Linked DNA regions of Oryzias latipes: region 1 is linked to region 2. A link is a contact called in public Hi-C data. All regions are on one chromosome and are shown on one strand. The core of a region is the stretch at or near the end of the contact, and the rest is flanking DNA. Distances in the headings are between cores, read along the strand shown.

Region 1 (6,292 bases), core at 1,738-4,237, 190 kb after region 2:
TTTTAGAATACTTTTTCCGCATTGTTGTATTCACTCCATTCTCCTCTCTTCCAGGTTTCCGATGCCAGTTCAGAGAAATTTTTCAGCACAGCTGCAGTTAAAGGTACGGATCTATGTTTTCTTCTATGCTTTTGCCTCTTCATCATCATCCTGAGGATGTTAAGTGCGTTCTGTCTTCCAAAAGTGAAGAGTCTGTGCTCCATCACTGAGATTGTGCCTTCAAACTGAAGCTCCACTCTGCTGTAAAGTAAAAATCCCTGCTGGTTTTGTGGCGGAGCAGGAAGAGGAGGCTGACGTGACGCTGCAGGGAATGAAGAAGGGCGGCAGAGGCATCTGTTTATGGCCTCAGTTTGCCAACACCACATGTGACCCCATTATCGAGTCACTAATTTGCTGTTAAAAGCAGCTCTATTTTCTTCGACTCAGGGATAATGGAGGTGCCCCGCGTGAATGGACATTCCTCCGTAATGGGGGGAGTTACCGTGCAAAGCAAGAGTGAGACTCGGAGTCCAGGGCTGTGACCCCTTAAGGGCTTTGTTTGAAACCAGGCAGATTGCTGATGATAGCCTCTTGTAACTCCCACCCCCCCCCCACCCCCACCGGGGTTCCTCGTGTCCGTGCACTTTCCCCTGCTCAGACCTCCATCTACATTTCCCACATTGTGGGCTTTGATTTCCTCCAGGGCCTGATTTGTGGTGTGCGCCGTGGAGAGCTCAATAGCCATGCTTGACAGAGAGGTTTCCTTTTGAACGTGCTTCTCTTTCGACTGATTTGGATCCCTTGAAAGGATCAAGGCCTCCTTTGTGCAGCCTAAACCAACACAGAGCCGCCCTATCTTCCTCCAATGAAAGGACCCGACTTGGGAAGCGGCGCACAAAATATGCTTTCTCTCTGCAGCAGCAGACCGGTCTCTTGGCCCCTATTTCAATTTAAATACACTCTCTTTTCTTTTACCACCTTCCGCCCCCCAGCCTCTACTGCCATATGCTAATGCATGTCACAGTAAAAGAATCCAGGTGCTCCGAGAGCAAAGTCCTCTGCTGTTTTGATGAAGACTGAGATTCAGAAAGGCTTGGCGGCTTTGTATTTATGTTTTTAACTTCAGGACGGCAAAATCTGCTAAATAGATGTGACCGAGTCCTTGTCTAGTTAAAGCTATACCAGGTGTGTTAGTGTGTGTGCAAATGACTATTTCTTTTTTTAAATAATTTTGTATCTGGATGCAGATGAAAAAAATGCAGTTTGAAAAGGATTGTGTTTGTGGTGCAGAGAATGCACTGGGCGGACCACAAGCTCCCTGCTCCGCTCCGTTCCGATGCATCCACTTCCAGACGAAGATCCATGTTTTCCTCGTCTGAACTGGAATCTGGATCTAAACTGTACGCGCCTGGGGTGTGAGAGGCTGTGAGCTGGGGGAAGAGCACGTAAACAGATGGATGATGGGGAGTGGGGACGGGTTAGCTCCATGTTAATGGTCCAGCCCACATGTCAGAGGAGACAATCCTCTTCGTCCAAATCAGACCCAAAAGTCTTGTTTTTGATGTATTATTGATTACATTTTCATTTCTCATGAGTGAAATCAAAACGTATGGAAAAAAAAACGGATCTGGTTGGAATAAAGGCACAGTTGAGATTTTCTGATGCTTTAGTGTTTCTGTGGTTGTTCAATATTAGGGACCTTTTTTGTTTTAAAGCAACACCTTTTATTAATTATTTTCCCCTGCTGGTGTGTTTTTCCCTCTTTGTTCGGATTTAAGTTCCCATAAGTCTTTGCCTCTCGGTTTCTCTCCCCCTTTCCCTCTCACTCTGTCCGGGAATAGATTTCATTAGCTAAGAGTCGTTAAATGTTAACACTAATTACTCTGGTTGTCAGGGAAGCTGCAGGTGTCAGCTCACTGACCTGTTTTCTTTTTGTCTGCCAGACAGAAGCTATCTGCTGGCTGCTTCTCTGAAGCTGCTTCCAAGCCTTATTAGCGCTGTGACTGCAGTTCAGGGAGCAGGCTCAAGTGCAGAAAGTGATGATGACAAACCGGCACCTCAAGTCACCTCAGAGCCCCGCGGACAGATCCATCACATGATTAAAGCGGCTGTGTCCAGAGGCGTGGATGTCACCTGGTTACGTTCTCATCCTTCACGGTTTCTGTCAGTGGGGCTCGGCCGAGGCGTTTAATGAAGTGCGCCAGCAAAGCCGGCTCCGCGTTGTTTGCTGATTGTAGCCTGGCAGGAAGATTAAGATAATACTTGATGACATTTAAACCATTTTGCTGTTCCATTTATCAGCAGCAGATTGCAGACTGGGTGAAACTAGAATGAATGATCTTTGGAAAATAAAAAGCGCTCGTTTTTTTTACACAATTAATAATGCTGCAGCTTTAATGAAGTAAGGTTCATGTCTCTGTCTGAAACCCATTATGCAGCATTCAGCCAGATATGACTTCATGGTGGGGGTTTTCAGCCCGCGCTGCAGCGGAGGAGTCCTTGAGGTTTTTTTCTGGAGAATTCATCTGGTGGATAGATTGGAGAATCAATTCCCTCCTGAGACGCCTCCTGCAGCTGCGTCTGCAGCAGGAGTTCAGTGTGGGGGGGAAGTGAAGTGCACAGATTCTCAGGACGGATTCCTCCACGGTTTCCCGGAGTTAATGTGAAAATGAAGCGCTGCTGCGGCGAGACCCAGGGCTGACGGCGGCGGCGTGAAAAGTGCCACCAGTGAAGTGTGTCAGGCTGGAGTACGTCTGTCACTGGGGGAGAGAATAATGTGCTGTGTGGAAGGTGTAATTTGCAGCGCTGATGGCATTGTTTAAAAAAATAGTGGAAAGAGAGACACAAAGGTGAGCTTTAGTGGCAGATATCAGAGCAGAAGAGCTCCCTGGATTGTCGTAAAGAGCTCTGCTGGCAGCAAAATTGCCTGTGAGCATATTACTGCTGTGTGGGAGGGAGCAGAGCGCTTGTTTTCGCTCTCTGCCTCATTCTCTCTGTTTCCTGGGAGGAGGACGGGTGTTAGAGCCATGTGTGCTTCCAGGCCGTGGGCCGCCACCTGCTGTAATCTCAAGTGATATAGAGAGCAGCAATCACGCCACAAATCGCCGTGGCAGCTTCCTAACTTATTCAGTGGACTGGAAAGAGGAGGCTGGTCTCTCACAGCTCCAGTGTTGGTTTTCTGCCCCCGGGCCTCGTGCTTTGCCCTCCTGCTGACCTCAGCTGTCTGTGTGGGTTCGTGTGTCAAAAAATCAGGGCTGCCGGTGGAACTTGACCTGATGCACAGTGGAAGGGTGACCCGCCTGCTACCAGCGTTTTCTGCTTTATGAGAAGCAGTTGAAGTGGAGGTGGTCTCTGCCTCCAGAACACGGGCTCCAGGGTTACTGAGAGGCCCAGGCAGAGAAGCTGGACCTCGTTTTGGCTCTGACTTGATTCCAGGCAAAAACGACTCCTTTGATATTTAAGGGCCACAGGTGTTTCGAGAAATAGGACATGAATCCAGCAGTTTTGCTGTGCTCTGCTGCATTTGGTGCACTCTCCTCTGCTATGAAGACGTTCCATAAACCTCATGCTCCCATCATTCATTCCTGCAGCCCAGAGCTGAGACCACAGACTACTAGTTTAGCATGAGAGGCTCCAGTATACCTCATGTACTGACAGACAAAGGTTGAACAAATTCTGATTTATTGCAGTCATATTGAAAGCAGTGGACCCTCATGGAATGTGGAAATAACATTCAAACCATTATGAATAGTGGCTCCAACTGCAGTTCTTGAGGCTGGATATCAGCCGCGTTGGAGCATTTTTTCCAATCTGATTGCTTGACTTGAATTCCATTTTATTAAATCTTCCTCAAAGAACAATTGCTAGCTATAGCCGTGAGTGGCCTTGTATGGCCCACGGGTGCTACCCGGCCCCGCACTAGTTGCCCCCTTTTGACCCGCCTTTACTGGTTAATCGGCTGCCCCTCTCTCTCCCCTTCAGCATTTGCCTCCATGGTCAGAGATGTACATGACAAATTCATCAAAGGAAACAAACGTTTTTTTCAAAGTGGCAGCTTTTCTGTTGTTTTTATCTCCATAGCAACCAGTATGGGTTTCATTTACCTGGAGGTAATGAACAGCTCCGTGTAATTTTTAAAGGAATCAACGAAAGCACTTTCTTTGGATTTCCTTGGCAACTGAGTTTTTTTTGTTAAACACGCCTATATTCCTAATATGTCCATATTGTAGGTCATATTGTTTTGTTCAGCTTGAGCCAGGGATTTATGTATTTTATTTTTTACAACATTCTAGTAAAAATGATCAAGGAACAGGGGAATGCCACTTTTGCGAGCGCATCTCACTAACGCAGTTAAAAATCTACTAACTTCAAAACCAACATTTTTTTCCAAAGTAGCTTCCCAATAATGCTTCAGGAGTTAGGAGGCAATAGGTCAAAATTGCTAGGAGGAGTTTAAATTTGTAGCTGGTACCAAAGATGATTTTTTTCCCCCCTGTAAAATTCAAGATGGCGGCCTCTCCCTGAAGTCAAGGGTTAACGAAGTTTTAGTTGTGTTTGTAGACTTAACTAAGTGGTGTAATTTTGTAAAGATTGCTCGAGCAAAATTTTCCTTTTCCCAAATTGGTGCAAAAATGTGCAAATTTCACACTTTGCCATAAAATGGCAGCGAAGCCGTCCTGTGGCCATCCCATAATAATTTCAAAACTTTCTATGGTCATCCCCAACATGTGTGTTTTGTTTCAGAAATGTCAACTTAATAACACAAGAGTTTTTGGCCCCATTTATTCTTTTTGACGGGTGGCTGTTTACTATGCCTAAAATGGACTCTTAGCGGGTACAAGGTGTGTTCAAATTTGGTAAGTTTCTGAGTTTGTGACAGGGTCAATTTTTGAACTAAAAGGTGCAGTGAGAAGGAAGAATTTGAAAACAATGTGGTCTTTGCAGGACAGAATAACGCTGTATCAGACCTTCAGTCCTCTGGAAATGCCTCAAAAGTCCCTTCAGACCAGTTCTCCTCATCTTGGTGCTAATTCTTTGTATGAACAATACGTGTTCATTGTGAATTTTTTGTTTAGCAACTTTTCTTTTACTTTCCTGAACTGATTTAAAGTGTTTAAAATCCTTATGGATCCTTAAGGAAATTCCTGTCATTTTTTGCGACTAACTACTGTATTGGGGCGTCCGTGGTGCAGCGGTTGGGCGGTCGACCTCTCATTGGAAGATTGCATATTCGTTTTCTTGGTTAAGACACTGAACCCCACATTGTTCCTGGTTGGCGCCAATGTTCAGCACACACATCAGTGTGTGAATGTGTGTGCATGTGTAAATGGGTTTGTGACTGTAAAGCGCCTTCAAGGAAGGTAGAAAAGCGCTATATAAGTATACGCCATTTTCCATATTGTCAGTGAGAGAAGCAGCAGTCAACAGGCCACTTGATGCTGAAAGTCTCTCTGCAGAGCTTCCAGACGGCCCTCTCTTTCCTGTAACACAAAGAGGTCATTGAGAGTTTGTCTGGCCAGTCCCCGAGGTTAGAGACTAAGTAAATCCATCCATCTTAATGCATATTTTTCAGCACAGGGAGAGCTGGAGGGAGACTGTGTAAACACTCCTGTATCCGACATGCCACGCAAAACCCAGAGAGCCTGGAACTCATCTGGCCAAAATTAAAGGTCTACATCTCAAACACAAACATTTAAATGGGCCCCATTCCAAAGATCAAAGGGAAAGACCCCCGATTTCCTGCATCTGCCACACTCAGATATGAGGCGCTTTAACAGCCGGGCTTGGATGGCGGGCAGCTGCAATGTGTGTGTTCTGCGATATGTAATTAATGTAGAGGAGGTAATAGAATGGAGCTCAGTTGACAGAAGTAAGAATAAAATAATAAAACCCTCCACTTAATCCTTCTGAGGGTCAGGAGTGAACAAGGACCCCTCTTTAGGCACCATTTTCTTGAGTTTAGCGGGATGTGTTTTTTTTATAATTCTCGCCTTGTCAAATTTTGACTGTCAAGACGCCACCAGCTACTCGCAGTGAACTGAAGGTGGAGGTGTTGAAAGCACCACTCTCTTCCTCCCAGGAGGGACTCTGGGCGCTTGGCTGCAGGCATCCACTGATCCAGTGTAGCACTAGCCGCTGTCCTGCCAACTGCACAGCATTAACAGGGTCAAAGCGCCATGCACGCCCCTTCACACACACACACACACACACACACACGCGCACACCGCTTATGGAGAAGCAGCAATTCCCAGCGCTCTGTTGATGCGTTCAGGCCAATTACACCCCTGTCAGCCGACGGTCCCTGCGGCTGGGG
Region 2 (6,143 bases), core at 1,969-4,468:
CCAATACCTGCTTTAACCTTGTTCTTTGGCTCATGTTGTGCTCTCTTGTGAGACTGGGAGGAAGCTAATTTCTTTCCCAGAACCTCCAGTGTTTTCTGCTCCTCTTTACTTCTTAAGTAACGAAATTTTGCTGTGCATTCATTTGCATTTTCAAAGCTTTTCTATCGTTTATGTTACACGTACCTTCATGCTTTGCTATTTGAATGTTACATCTGCTCCTGGCAGACTTTTTTTTTGTTTAATCCTATTGTTGCCTCAAATTTGATGTTTTGTTTCTGTAGTTTCAAACCAACATTGCTCTGAAATAAAGTGTTGCATAATTGAAGAGAAAAGAGTGAACACAGAAAAATGCCCTAAAGACGCATCTTTTGTTTGATCAGAAGAAACACATCACTCCTGTTGATGGGAAGAGAACTTTCTGGTGTTCTCAGCCTCCCAGATTTCATTAGGTTTTGCTTCCGGTCCTTCTCTGAGTTTGGTACGTTTATCTCAAGAAATGTGGATCACGCCTACAATACTGTTATCACTGAGGCAGGCCAGCTTACTACCAAGTGGAACGGATCATCAGTGGACCCATAAAAACTGGAATCTTATTAGTGAAACACTCCAACAGCAGCAACTTTCAAATTTTATAAAACCTGGTACACGGACGATCCCTTTTTCTGCAAACAAAAGTAGCTTAAAAACAGGAAAAGGACACTAATCTTAAGAAGGAAATCATTAGATAGTAGCAAAGTGATCTGTCCCCGCAGGAAATCATTTTTACTGAACAAGAAATCAGATAGAAAATCTAGAAACAAGAAGTTTCACACGAGCATTCAAAAAAGAAAAATACGCTGAAGAAATAACTGTTAGAATTACATTAAATTGAATGTCAAACAGCCCAAAAATAAGTAAGTTTTCGTTTATTTAGTTTTGTTGCACTTATTGTAGTTCATTTAAATAACAGTGCCAAAGACTAGTGTATTAAGGAGAAATGACTCATTTTAGAGCAAAATGTGATCAAAATGAAAAAGAGATCTTGATGCATCTTTAAAAAATCCACACACTGAGTTCCAGTCTAACTTGTGAGTTCCACTCTGATCATCATTTAGTCTAATGTAAAAGTCTTCCCAGTGGTTTTAATTATGGTTATATAATTTTTAGCTCAGCTAAAAATAAAAAAAAAACGGTGTTGTTTTCTAAGACATAGTTTCTGCGGAGCGGCAGGAGTTCATTACAAATTCATCCCTGAATTGTGGCCATTACTCTTGGTGCATAGCAAGCCCGCCCCTACTTCCCATCATCTATCTGTTAACATGCTCCCTCGCTAGCTTCCAGCCGCTCACACACCCAACCTGACATTACAGTTGCAACAAAAACTGGTGAGCAATATCAGAGCTATCCATCCGTACAGTTTAGATTCAGATTCCAGCTCAGACGAGGAAAACAAAGACGTTCATGGATCTATTATTCTGTAAGTGGATGCATCAGAATGGAGTGGAGCAGGAAGCCTGTGGACCACACAGCGTATTTTCTATGAGCTTTTTCCAACAGCATTTTTTCCATCTGCTCCCGATTCACAACAATTTGAATAAGGAAATATTACAAAAATGCAATTTTGGGCTAAATTCTTCTTTCTATAAGTCCTCTATCACCAGAAAAATGTCAAAACATGTTAAAAACAAGAAGTCTTGATTGCTAATTTAGAGAAAAAGTAGGAAAGGTGTGGAGCAGAGATACCTTTAAACAACCTCTAACCTGCTAAGATATCTTAAATGTCAAAAAAAAGGTTTGGACTCTTTACGTGTATCAAATAGTTTGCAGTGTTTTTCTTTTATTGTCCTTCCTACATTAACTGCAGCTCTGAAAGGAGCTGCAGACACTGGCAGCCTTCCTCAGAAATGAGGCTTTCCTCCCTGTTTGTGCATTTACAGCGAGCCCCATTCAAGGGAGAGGAAAGCTAAAGCTTCGGCAGTAGGAAGCCAGTGAAACAGTCATACCGAGCTGCTCTGATTGAAGTGATTACAGGAGTCTTGTTCCAGTAAATGCTTCACGTTTTCTGTCACGAACCTCCGACTGAGAACTGGGTTTTCAGAGAAATTCACAAAGCCTGGGGCAGACTCCCACTCCTGCCGAGCCAGCCTTTTAGATAGTTTGATTTAATTTTTTGGTGTGCCATTCACCCCCTTTTTCACACTGAGGGTTATAAAAATAATTTCCAGTGTTTCCTTAGGGGGAGAAAAAAAAAAGTCTTTATTCTTGATGTTTTTTAATTCCTTTTTGACGCAGCATGACGCAGCAGGAAGCACAAAAGGGAGACAAACAGCTCCGTATCAGCTAGGATTTCCTGAAAAGCCCAGCAGGAGCGAAGGTTTTTGAGGTTTGCAGAGCCAATCGACGCTGGCCTGACACAGCAGCCATACTGCGAGGGAGATGGCTTTTCTACGTGATGGTCTGACTGTTAGCCATGAAAATGAAGGTTAGGCGGAGATGCAGCTCAAACTGAGTGGAGGCCCATGCTGCCTTGCTGGGCATGTCTGCCTGTGGTGAGGCGGAGGGGGGGAAAAAACCAGACAAGAAGCTGCAGCTAATTCCGCCAAGGCTTTTCCTGCTGTTTGTGAATTCATCAGGCCCCACGCTGGGACACCAGTGATTTCTAAATATATGCGGCTCATCTGATGTAGATGAGTAAACTCTTTGCTGGAGAAGAATGGCTGTGCAGACAGATTGTTTGCCCTGGGCCTTCTGTGGTTGGGGTAGGTGGGATTTGTTCACAGCATCTTACATTACTTCCCACAAGAGCTTTATTGAGTTCTCAATTATGTTGCGGGTCCTCTTGTCTGGGCTCATCGCTGCAGCTGCATTGACCTTGCGTTTCTGCAGAGGAGTGCTGTTGTGTATTCAGGCCAGCAGGTCTGCTTTCTCTGCTTCTGCAAGCCTCTGCTTAGAAAGCATGAAGCTTAAACATGTAATGCCTGAGAGGCGAGGGGGAGGCTTAGCTTTTAGCTCTCATTGCCGTTGATGGTGTAGCAGGCGGAGAGACGAGGCCAAACTGCTGCAGCGTTATTACGCCTGTCTGGCTTGGCTTTTCTTCAGTCTGACGATAATGCCTTGTGAAAAAGGTTGCTCTGGACTTTAATGGAACGGGCAGAAATGAGGTGCGTACCCCGAGCTGCAGCGGCAGACAGGGCACAGAGGAGGCACGTGCAGTAGGTGGAGCTCTTGTGTTGGGTTTAGCTGTCAGAGCTGGATTCACCTGCTGGTGAAGGACACCACAGCAGGCAGCTGTGGGCGCGCGTGGCCGTGTACACTTCTGTCCGACTGCAAAGGTAATGCAAGAAAAATGACGCGTCTCCACTGGCTCGGTCATCAGAAGGCTTAAAAACCCATTTTCAGTGCAGAGCTAATTGACAGCTCATGATGGGTGGTGTGTTTACCTTTGAGCTTATTTGAAATTATAATGGGCTCTTATGTTTTTAGCTTGCGATGCACTTTGCCCACACATCAGCTCCTTGACATCATATGCAGTGGAACAAACGTCTGCCTGTAATTCCTCGGTTTCCTGCCTGTCCCCCCCCCCCCCTCCTTCTCCCCTTTTGCGCCACCGCAATCTACCGCAGGCCCTCCATCTCTCCGGCCTGTCAGCATGCTTTTTCATTTGGCTTGTTGCTACAGGGGGCTCGACGCTGGCAGATTACAACTCGGCAGCCAGTCATTTTCGATTTATCAGAGCCCCCCCCCCTCCCTCCCTCCAGCCTCCCACACTCACTACCCTCACCAGAGCCACACAGCAATGCCTCATCACATCACAGCCTAGCATGCCCCCCCCCCCCCCCCCCCGCACTTTCACATCCTCCCCTTTTGATCAGTGTAGAAAATTTTGCTCTCACGCCGCAAGACAAAAAAAGATATTGTGGCGGTGGAAGCATTTAAGTTAGAGAGGCAGCGAGGGCTGTATTATTACTTGGGCTTCTGTCACTGGGGATGACCCAGGAGAGTGGAGAATATCGATCTTGTGTCACTCAAGGCATTCAGCAGATTGCATTGACAAAGCTCGTCGGGTCCTTTAATAGCAAGGTTAGCAACCCCGACTGTGACCCAGGAGAAAACTGTAACTGTGCCCTATTTCATGGTGGCTTTTAACCATTCCCTGGGCCCACGGAGTGGATTGATAACAGTCAGGAAGTACTCTCATAATAGCCTTCCTGTGGTTGACATTTGTGGCCCTTAGCTGCTGTAAAAGTGCCTCTCCAAGCGCAGCCGAATGAAGGACAGCATTGTTCAGCTGCTTTTTTGTTGCAGAAAACAGATTTGCATGAACAAAGATGTGGTATGCCAACCAAAGCACGCCGACGAGAGGAAACCAGGGGGAGTGGGGAGGAGAACAAAATCAAAAGAAGTCTACAATATGATTTATGAGCTGAAGGAAGTCCATTACTCGCTAGAGGAAACCCAGACTAAAACACAAACAAAGTAAGGCCGTGTCTTACAAAGGGGGTCATGGCGAAATTATTTTCCACTGCCAAGATCACTCTGCTGCTGTAAACAGGCTTTGTTAAAAAAAAAAAGGAAAAAGACTTTTCATGTTATTTTAATCTGACTGTAATTCTCCACAGAGATAAGAGCATTAAAGCACCTAAATGTTTCTCCTTAAGCCGAGTGATGTGGAACTGGGCTGACATGTAACGACTCCCCCGTGTGTTGTAATGTACCTCATACACGAGTGACCCCTCCAGTGCTTCTACAAGCAATGGTCCTGCTGGATGCTGCAGGGTTTTGGCAACAGGTTGCTAATTTTCCTGCAGAAAAAAGAGCTTTTGCTTCTTTTTAAGGTCAGTCTTTACCCATTGACTGTATATGAGAACTGGACCGAGTGAATGGAATGTCACCCATAGAAAATGGTTTATTTCTAGCTCCAACCAAGTGAAAACACTTCGGTTGCTATTTTTTCAGGATACAGAAGCTGCCATGTTGGAGCCAGACAATGTCAGTAAGCAGTGATGGGTCGGATTTAGTCTGAGTCACAGTTTCTATGGCAACCACTCTCACCAATCAGGTGTGAGCTTGTTGGAAGGCCACACCCCTACCACTTTTTGTTTGTTTTTATTTTTTATTTTTTTAACTTGTCCTGTCCAACAGCTAAGCAAACAGAGGAGAGCTGAAAGCCTTTTGTGTTGGACATATTTTACTTTTACAACAGGGGTTATGAATCTTATGATACACCAGATGTATATTTAAATAAACCCCTTTTGTAATTTCAGCTAAACTTTATTCATTTTAATTATCTTTGTAAATATTTTTTTGTCGGACCGGATGGAAAACAAAAGGAGGAAAGAAGAGAAAGGGATGACAGATAACGGGGGGGGGGGGGGGGGTAGAGGGGTGATTATAATAGCAAGGGTAAGATCATAAAAAATCAAAAATGTGCGGGGCCTGTCCACACACTCAAACGTTACAAACACACCTGTTGGCTCCAAAAGTGTTCACACACAAACAAGTCTACATAGACATACTACCACTAACGTACACACACGCATACTTATGCATTCAGACTAACACACGTGAAACAATTCATTCAGTCACGCAAACTGTTTGTGCAAAGGTGAGATAGCACCTGTGCTTGTGTGAGTGTTTATGTTCTTCTGGGGTGGATGATGGAATGTAAAAAGAGGGAGAGAACCAGCCGCCCCCCCACCAGTCCCCCACCACAGCAGCGGTGGCAGCTGGGACCCCCCAACACCCGCACAGTACAGCAGATAGAGAATGACCGCCTGCCGGGCGACCACATCCGCCACCCAGGGCAGGGCCAGCTGGACCGCCACAGCGGCCCCCAACGCCAGAGAGCAGGGGGGCGCAGGGGGACCGCTACCACTTAATAGCGAGCTCGGGAGAATCTGTCCATCAAACTTTTTGAATGTTGAATGTAAATGCATGTTAGGTATGTAACGATTAATCAATGAATTGATTTATCCAACCAGATCGATATGTCTGATTGAAGTTGTTAATTGAGACAAATCAAACTATACCATTATAAATAATTTCAAAATGAAATAATTTGATTATAATCGATATTCCAAAAGACCATTGGGATTGAGACATGGTGGGTTTATTTTAGTATAACATTAAAAAAAACCAGGTGCATCACAGCTGATGACCATAAT

Evidence for each region. A called contact is a pair of places that touch in the nucleus more often than the background predicts.
Region 1: a Hi-C map of embryo shows a contact between it and region 2, with 3 times the contacts expected there. The contact joins two enhancer-like sites. A contact is called at or near these places in 2 of 5 Hi-C or Micro-C datasets (both in embryo).

What each region holds. Positions count from the first base shown.
Region 1 is chr14:22,532,289-22,538,580 of ASM223467v1, forward strand. auts2 (autism susceptibility gene 2 protein) reads left to right here. Exons shown (of 20, transcript XM_020709076.2): 7 at 55-103. Among protein-coding and RNA genes, the nearest start is that of cxadr, 84 kb to the right of the region's middle. Within about 2 kb of position 2,988, at least 1 of the 8 cell types and tissues checked has an H3K27ac peak or open chromatin away from gene starts, as enhancers often do. A contact at or near this core is called in embryo, where this site is marked.
Region 2 is chr14:22,342,168-22,348,310 of ASM223467v1, forward strand. The region is part of intron 4 of auts2 (autism susceptibility gene 2 protein); the gene reads left to right. Among protein-coding and RNA genes, the nearest start is that of auts2, 130 kb to the left of the region's middle. Within about 2 kb of position 3,219, at least 1 of the 8 cell types and tissues checked has an H3K27ac peak or open chromatin away from gene starts, as enhancers often do. A contact at or near this core is called in embryo, where this site is marked.